Linked DNA regions of Mus musculus: region 1 is linked to region 2. A link is a contact called in public promoter capture Hi-C data. All regions are on one chromosome and are shown on one strand. The core of a region is the stretch at or near the end of the contact, and the rest is flanking DNA. Distances in the headings are between cores, read along the strand shown.

The links. Capture Hi-C pulls out chosen DNA fragments and counts their contacts.
Region 1: a promoter capture Hi-C map of adipose tissue shows a contact between it and region 2. The contact joins two enhancer-like sites. A contact is called at or near these places in 1 of 15 datasets of contacts at CTCF or cohesin (CD8 T cells), 13 of 484 Hi-C or Micro-C datasets (3T3-L1-derived adipocytes, 8-cell embryo, CD8 T cells and 6 more), 11 of 115 datasets of contacts at active chromatin or transcription factors (CD8 T cells, bone marrow-derived macrophages, embryonic hindbrain and 4 more) and 5 of 9 other capture datasets (adipose tissue, bone marrow-derived macrophages, embryonic stem cells and 2 more).

The regions. Positions count from the first base shown.
Region 1 is chr10:93,259,715-93,264,497 of GRCm38.p6, reverse strand. The region is part of intron 3 of Elk3 (ELK3, member of ETS oncogene family); the gene reads left to right. Among named protein-coding and RNA genes, the nearest start is that of Gm32551, 23 kb to the left of the region's middle. Within about 2 kb of position 2,992, at least 183 of the 459 cell types and tissues checked have an H3K27ac peak or open chromatin away from gene starts, as enhancers often do. A contact at or near this core is called in CD8 T cells and adipose tissue, where this site is marked.
Region 2 is chr10:93,177,514-93,181,798 of GRCm38.p6, reverse strand. All of the region lies in intron 1 of Cdk17 (cyclin-dependent kinase 17), which reads right to left. Among named protein-coding and RNA genes, the nearest start is that of Mir1931, 17 kb to the right of the region's middle. Within about 2 kb of position 1,523, at least 39 of the 459 cell types and tissues checked have an H3K27ac peak or open chromatin away from gene starts, as enhancers often do. A contact at or near this core is called in CD8 T cells and adipose tissue, where this site is marked.

The DNA of each region.
Region 1 (4,783 bases), core at 1,743-4,242, 81 kb before region 2:
ACCAAAAGCAGGGCTGCTGTGGGGAAGCTCAGGTCCCATGGGGAGAGAAGGGAAAATTCATGGGGTGTGTAAGTCTTAGCTGCTGGGAGCCCCTGGGAAAGGTGGCCTTTTTCCCTTCAGAAGTGTCACAGTGGTGTCTGGTTCAGCTGCCGGGCAGACAGGTTGGGTGGTTCCAGATCAAAGCAGAAGCAAGCTAGTGGTAGAAGGTGGCAGCGTTGGGCTAGATTCTGCTTCGTAGGTGTGGGAAAGTGGGTATCTGCTTTCTGGGTGATGCTCTATAGTAACAACACATTAGGACGGTGGGCATGCTACCCTACTCAGCCAGCTCCAACTGGCAGGCGTCATTGTCCTGGAGCTTTGAGGCTCCATGCCAGATTATGCTGCAGGTGGCCTGGAATTCCCAGCTCTGCCTCTGTCCTTGTCATAGCTGTCCCTGTCAACTCCCAACAGTAGCCACCAAATTCTTCCCATGTGCCAGACACCTGCTCCACATCACCCACCTTGCCACCTGTGTCATAGCAGCTTCCCTCCCCCCAGCCTCTGTGTAGATACTGTTGCCATTACAACTGCCTGGCTGAGGTGGCTGGGGTTCAGAGGTGAAGTGCCTTGACCTGGATCCAAAGCTGTAAGTCGGAAGGATGAGTTTGGAGCCACTTTGCATCCAGCATCCATCCACTCTGAAGCTAAAGTCTCTGCCATCCCTTGGGGAGAAGACCCGGCCGCTCTTACCCTGACAACAGTCCGTGGGGTGTGCAGACCAGCGGCCAGCAATTCTTTGCTACTTTGCTTTCTTTGCCAGGCTTCCCAGGGGTCACGTGGCAGCTTATTTTTGTGAAGTGACTTGAGGAACTGTGCTCATTTCTGAGGAGAGGCCCAGGACTCCGGTAATAGGTTGGAATGGGCACATACACACTCCCAAATTAGCATTCCCTAACAAAGCAGGGCTGCCAGGCAACAGGCGAGAAACCTGCCTCTCAAGTAGCAGCTCAGGCAAGTAAGAAGAGTGAGAGCTGCCAGGCAGAGTCCGGGCCTTAGTGTTTAAGACTGTAAGGCTGAGAGTGGTCCAAAGTCAGGCCAAGGTCATCCCCGGTTTCGGCGTCTGTGTTCTCTGTGAGCCTGCATCCCCTTCTCTGAGCAGAGTGGGGCCGACACCAACCCTGTCTATTTCAAGGAAAATTGCTACCGTGGCTTTGGTCCTAGATACCGTGAACTCAGTGGGGGCCTGGGATGGCAGGGCAGGGGATAGGAGGAGAGGGACCTTGACCTGAGAGAGGGATCCTAACATGTGGACAGAGAGTTAATCCCCAGAGACAGAACCTACCAGAGTGGCCTAAAACCTAGAGAGAATGCTTAGGAAGCTGGACTTCTGGGACAGAGGGCCTGTGCCCTCAGGCACATGGGGGTCAGGCTGACAGGATACAACTTTCATTGAGTGACTACTCAATGAAAGGAAATCCAATGGGGCCTAGGCTTTGAGAGACAGAGAGAGAGAGAGAGAGAGAGAGAGAGAGAGAGAGAGAGAGAGAGAGAGAGAGAGAGAGAGAGAGAGAGAGAGGGGGGAGACACAGAGAGACACAGAGAGAGAGACAGAGAGAGAGAGACAGAGAGACAGAGACAGAGACAGAGAGAGAGACAGAGAGAGAGAGAGAGAGGGGAGACACAGAGAGACACAGAGAGACACAGAGACAGAGAGAGAGAGACAGAGACAGAGAGAGAGACAGAGAGAGAGAGACAGAGACAGAGACAGAGACAGAGTCATAGAGAGTGAGTGAGCTTGGAAAGAGGTGTCACACAGTTAGTAAAAGAGGCTGCTTAGGGACATAGTGTAACCTCAGGAGCTAAATGCCACCAGAGACTACATGCACCTGGAATGGTGCTCTGCTCCTATGGGCTGTGGGTAGTCAACTGAGAGGGAGAGAAGGGCAAAGATCTGGTAAAACTCAGCCTCCTTTCAGCCATCAGTGGTTTAACTCTGACCAGACAGGCCACTAAGGGGTTAATCACAACAAGCTTCCTGTTCTACAGGATTAGGCTATGCTTGAAGTCGGTATAAGATTTAGATCAGTAGTAAAGCTCCGCCCGACGCCCCAGGGCGTCCTCCAGAAGCTGACCCATCCACTCTTAGCTCTCCCACTCACCCTTAGTGTTCCCTTCTGGGGGGCGGGGCTCAGAAACAGAATGAGCACTCCTAAGGGAGTGCTCACTTCAGAGAGGGGGCGGGGGAGAGGTGTGCTCTACTAACCCAGTCCCCTGTAAATGAGGCGCCTTGACAAGACATATCACATGATCACTGTCCTTTCCCACATGTGTCATGGGGTCTACATTCAGATTTGAACATTCTGTCTTCAATTCGATGTGCAGAAAGCCAGAACAAATGTGCCTCTCTCACAGTGTCAGAGCCGCCTCCCGTCAGGAACACTGGCGAAGCCGCTGACAGGAGCTGCAAAGAGCGGAGGACATGACTCTTGGTGCTAAGTTTATGATAAATAGTGTCCGGGCAGGGACTTCTCCAACAAGGGGCTGGAAGACTCAAGCAAAAGTCAGCTAGGTACAGAGAAAAATGATGGCGTCAGAGCTCAGCCACGGAGGTCCCATCTGAATGTTGCTGAAAAGCAAGGCGCTTGCTTGTCCCCGTTGGCACAGGCTACCGAATGTTAGGCAGAGGGGAAGGAGCTGGGGTGTGAAGCCCTCCTGGCCTCTAGCCAGGCACCTTGGCAGCCGAGGTGGCAGCTGAAACTCCTGACTCCTCTGCATGCTGGTTTCATCTGTCCCTCTTCCTGCCACATCCCATCTGTGTCCCGTTGCTCCTGTCCCCCCAAGGTGAAGTTAATTCGGAATCCAAGGCATTGTATTTCTCATTTCTGCCAAGACTCGTGTTCGTCTCACCTGTGCTGTCCAAGATGCTGAAATCTGAGCTGTTTCAGCACTGGGCACGCATCTCCATCAGAGTCTGAGTATGTGCGCCTCAGGCTGTTTGCTCGGCAGCCTGGGATTAGTGGCTGAGTGGAGACAGCCTGCTCGGTTTGAAATGCTGAAGCCTACTTCCTCTATTCTGGGGTAGCGGAGACAGCTCTGAGGCCAAGTCAGAAAAGTGGGAGTCTGGAGCAGTGTAGGAGAACCTACAGAGTGCGAGCATCCTGTCCCCCTACACCCCACTTCTGGTGTGGTTTCCATCTTCCTGTCTCTTGCCATTATCATCAAAAGAAAAACATTTTCCCCCCTCTCCCTTCTCTCCAGGGTTGTTCAACTTCCTTCTTCTTCTGTTGACCTTTCCCCAGACAGGCCTCCATCTCTGACCATGATGACCTTTCCTCCAGGCAGAGAACTTCCTTGTAGGTCTCTGCAGTACAGGCTAGGATGGTTCTTGGCTACCAAGTTGTAGGTTGCCCCAGAGAAACAATAAAGGGAGTGCCTTTTCTCCTTGCGCCCTGGGGTCCCATGCTGCCCCCTCTCCTCTCTTCTTCTAGTGACTACTCAATGGGTCATCCATCTCTTCTGGTCTGCCTCCATCACTCTCTCCCTCTCTCTCTCTCTCTCTCTTTCTCTCTCTCTCTCTCTCTCTCTCTCTCTCTATATATATATATATATAAAACTTATTTATTGTGTATGTGATGTGGGCTAGTGTGCACATATGGAGGTCAGAGGACAACTTGTAGGAGTTGGTTCTCTCCTTCCACCATGTGAGTCCCACAGATAAAACTCTGACTTGGTGGCAAGTGCCTTTACCCCTGGCCCAGCTATTGAAAATAATGTTGAACTCTGGGGCGCCATTTTTATGGACTCCGTTGGCCTCTGTGCCACTTTTAAGGTATATGTGTAAGGGCTTCTCCTTCACTCTTCCTGAAGTCCCAATGGTTTCCTAGTGTCTCCAGCACCCACTCAAGACATCACCAAAGACATCTTCTCACTGCCACTGGGCAGGCCACACCCAGTCTCTTCTCTGCCTCCTTTCTAATCAGTTCACGTGGAGCTAGTCACTGAACACCCAGGCACTTGCTTGCTGCCTCAGGGATACCAAGATTAGTATATAGATGTGGTTCTGGTTCTCATGAGCTTACAGCTGCTGCCCGGAAATAAAGAATAGGGGTCAAATATAATTTCTGGTCATGAAAACTGCCCGAGAAGTTGAGACATGGTTTGATAGGAAATTAACAACTTCTAGAGGCATAAGCCAAGTGGAACACGGATGCCTTGTAAGAATTAGTAAATGATCACTGAACATAAATTTTTGCAAGACATGAAAAGGATGGGAGAAGTGATCTATTTTACAACCTTACACTGCACATAAATTTTTGCAAGACATGAAAAAGATGGGAGAAGTGACCTATTTTACAACCTTAGGACCTATCCCTGCTGAAGTACACACATACATGCACACATGCACACAAGACAGTTACATCCTACAGAGGAGACCTGAGCAGCACAAACAAGTACGTTTGGCTCAGTTCCTGAAACCTGACGGGAGCACTCCCCACCCCCTTCCCGTGTAAGCTGCCAGGGTTGGCACTAGGGGCACAAGCCTGGGTGGTAGAGTCCCGGAAGCTAGGAGGCACAAACGGAATGTTAAGGAAGAAGGGATGAACTTGTCCAGAGGAGTGAAATGTTGAGAGTGGCTATGGAAGGGGCAGTCACAGTTGGGTGAGGGGCTGAGGGAGTGGCAGAGATCTTTCTGGCATCTCCGTGCAGGAACACAGTGGGCTAGGAAGAGCGTGAGATAAGGACAGGTCTAGAGGAAGAGTTGGAGTTTAGTTAGATGGGATGGGATTAAGGCAGCAGTGGAAAC
Region 2 (4,285 bases), core at 274-2,773:
AGTTGCCCTCAACACTACACAACGACATTCACTCCAGGAAATTTGTGTATGATTTGGAGCGGGGTGAGCTAAAATTGTCCACATTACTTGCTGAGCAGAGAATTAGAAATAGTTCACATACCAACCTTAAATTGGAGAGGAAGAGAGCATAACAAGACAGCAGTTAGCGGGCGCACTCCTCACAAGGCCTAGAGCAGAGAAGACAGGATGAAGAAAGTGTGTGTTGGGCTAAATTCAACAGCCACCATTCTGCTCCTCTGTTTCCAGTTTTAATGTATTTGTACCTTGTGGTACCAATTCTACTTTCTTAGGAAACTTCTGAAGGTTAAACAGGGAAGTGATGTAGTGGGTCAGATTAGTACAAAACAAAGCAAAAAGATGCCCAAATAAAGACTTTTTCAATATACAAAGGAAAGTTTCCTATGAGGACACTAGCAAATATTTAGGACAGTCAACACTTGAGGCTAAGGATAGTGATAACACCTGTAATTCCAGAATTCAGGAAGCACAGCAGAATATCGAAGTCTCTAGGCTAGCCTGGAAACAAGATAATGAGGGTAACCTGGACAACATAGGAACACCCTGTCCTGGAAGGATGGATGGATGGATGGATGGAGTAATGCTTAAATTAATCAGAACTCTGATCAAGATACTTCTGACTGACTGAACTTTCTATTAAGTAGAATTAAATGAATTCAGCTTAGTAACTGTCTCCATGAGCCTAGAATTGTTTCTCACTGCCTGTTCAGTGTTGACCCTCGAAATCTGAGACGTCAACATATCCCTCCCATGATGAAAGGGTAGCTGTAAACAACTCTGGCATTAATGGTGAAGGTTTTAGAGCATACAAGAAATTTTAGGCAGCAGAAGTGAGAGCAGGTTTTAGAGTAAGCCTAACCTGACAACTGACTCTTGACTCCTTCACTGGGATACTAAGGAGAGCAAAGAAGGATGGATGCTGAGAGAACTGTGCTCTCTGCCCCTTTAAAAACAAGAACTAACAACCACCTCAGAAGAACGTGAGATCGAGTAAGGATTGGTTTATGGCAATATATACATATGATGCTCCAACATTGGGAATATATAGTAGAAGAAGGTGTTGAATGTTATAGTTTTATATATACCTCAGCCATGAAACATGTGTGCACTGCAGACGTGAACACACAAGCACATAAAAGGGAAGCCATGCTGAATAACTGCCCTACACTATCTAGTTTGTCTATGTACAACAGGCTGCCTGGACAATAACCAAACTTCCTACCTACTAGCAATGTATTTCTCAGAATATGACCCCATCATGCTAACCAAGGCATGGCTATGTTAGCATGTCTCAGGACTTCTATTGCTGCCACAAAAACACCATGATCAGGAAGCAAGTTGGGAAGCAAAGGGTTTATTTTGCTCACACTTCCAGATCACAGTCCATCACCAGTGAAAGTCAGGATAGGAACTCACACAGGGCAGGAACCTGGAGGCAGGAGCTGATGCAGAGGCCACGGAGGGTGCTGTTTACTCTGGCTTGCTTCCCCTGGCTCACTCAGCCTGCTTTCTTTATAGAACTGAGGACCTCCAGTGCCGGGATGGCACCACCCACAATGAGCTGGGCCCTCCCCCATTGATCACTAATTTAGTATATGCCTTACGGCTGGATCTCCTGGAAGCATTTCCTCAAGTGAGACTCCTTCCTCTCTGTTGACTCTAGCTTGTGTCAAGCTGATCCACAAAACCAGCCGGAACAGAGACTTACATGACTTCTGCTCTACTTAAGCTTTCTCTCCATCTGCACATTTCACATCAGCTTTCTGGACAGTCAAAGCAGCAGTTTTAGTCAGCAAACTGAAATGTGCCTTCACACTGTACGTTAGCTCTCAACTCTGCTTGATCAACCCCAAGTCAACGGCAAACCAGAACCCCCTGCCTCCAACTACTGACCTTTCACCCAAACCACAACTGAGTACATGTGCGCAACCACACTCACGGGCACACCAACACACCCTCACATGCTTAGCCTTAAAAATGAAGCCTGGGCCGTAGAGATGGCTCAGCGGTTAAGAGCACTGACTGCTCTTCCCAAAGTCCTGAGTTCAAATCCCAGCAACCACATGGTGGCTCACAACCATCCGTAATGAGATCTGACACCCTCTTCTGGTGTGTCTGAAGACAGCTACAGTGTATTTACGTATAATAATAAATAAATCTTCAGATTTTCTCCGGAGTGAGCAGGGCTGGAGCGAGCAGGGCCGACCGGAGCAAGCAGAGGTCCTGAATTCAATTCCCAGCAACCACATGATGGCTCACAACCATCTGTACAGCAACATTGTACTCATATACATAAAATAGATAAATAAATCTTTAAAAAAAAAAAAGCCTAAGAGAAGGAATGCCCTCAGCAAACCTAGACAGCACTTTCACCTCTCCTTCCCTGTTTGAGTGTCTGACCTCTTTCACCATGTTGCGTGTATATGTATACACGGACACACATGTGGGGTGGATATGAAGGCCATAGGACAACTTCAGGTGCTGTCCACCTTGTTTGTGGACACGGTCTCTCACCGACTCTGGTTCTTAACAAGGAGACTAGACTGGGTGCCCAGTGGATCCCAGAGGTCAGCTTGTCTCCACCTTCCTAGGTTAGGATTGCAAAGGCGCACCATCACGCCATGCCTGGCTGGTGTTTTTGGTTTTGTTTTTTAATTTAACATAGGTTCTGGGTATCGAACTCAGGTACTCGTGTTTGCAAGACAAGCAGGCACTACTGAGCTATACCCCCACCCTTCTTCATCATTCTTAGCAACATTTTTGGGGGAGACTCTCGGAGAGATGCTTCAGCAGTCATGAACACTAGCAGTTCTCCCAGGGGACCATGGTTTAACCCCAGCACCCACATGGTAGCTCACAACCATCCCTAACATTAGTTCCAGGAGACCCTGCCCTCTTCTGTCTGCTTTGAGCACTGCATGCATGTAGTACCCAGACATGCGTGCAGGTCAAACATCAGCAAAACACATAAAGTAAGAGATTTTAAAAGCACTTTTCCTAACATCCAAACACCACCCTATCAGTTCCGTGCTCTCTCATTCTCTCTGAACTACTAGCTAGCCACACACGCACACGCACATGCACACACCAGTATAACCATTAAATACCAGAACTCTTTTTTTGTTTTTGTTTTTGTTTTTTCGAGACAGGGTTTCTCTGTGTAGCCCTGACTGTCCTGAAACTCACTCTGTAGACCAGGCTGGCCTCAAACTCAGAAATCCACCTGCCTCTGCCTCCCGAGTGCTGGAATTAAAGGTGTGCGCCACCACTGACCAACAACACCAGAACTCTTAAAGCTCACAAATTTTTCTTACTGTTTCCTTCTAAGAAAAACACATTCAGGCACATGTTTCAAAAGCATCTATGTAATAACTCACTATTTTTTCCTCTGATTCTGAACTCTTTTTTGACTACAAACTCATATTCAACTGCCTACTTGAGTGTCAAAAATACCAAGTTAAGGTTGGACCTCGTTGCTGAGATGGAAAAGGTCAGCATCAAAGCAGCCATCAAAAGGCTGAGTGGTCTACAGATGGGACCAAAAATCGGATTTTTTATAAACACATTTTCAAGCTTGTGCTGGTTCAGAATGGGTGCTAACAACCCAAACTGTCTACACTAAAGTCACAGGCTACAGGAACCACCGAACCACCGGCAGTCATCTGTCTGCAGTAAAATGACTTCACTTTTCCAGGAAACTTCTAGTGGGAAGATAAGAGTTTCAAATAACTTCATTGTTCATTTCAGGAACTCCCCAAAAAAAGCCTCATATAAACCAACATCAGACTATTCAGTTTCAGTAAATAGCAGTAATTGATTGTTCGAGTTCCAGCTGTTTGATTACCTCACCCCAAAGTACTTGCCTTGCTGCCTGTGTCAATCAAAACTTAAACTCTATCATGATCCTTATGCTAACTCCTATCAAGCCTAGCATTGAATACGAATTGTAAACCAGCCTCCCCGACACTCAACAATCCAGTTTCGCTGCCCCTGCTAATCATTTCATCATGTTGCCCCCATCACCCCCCACAGACACTACCAGCTCTGTAACAAGGGCACTCCTTTACTGGCATAAGTAATAAAATCAACAGCCTATTTTTGGTACCATTCTCCAGGCGAAAACATTCCTAAAGCACTACTGGACAACTTCCCAAATGTCTATTAAGAATTCAGTTCAGCAATACTGGATTCATTATAAGCCCTGTTGGAAATTTTGAATACCTTTGTAGAAGGTTATGCTAGATTA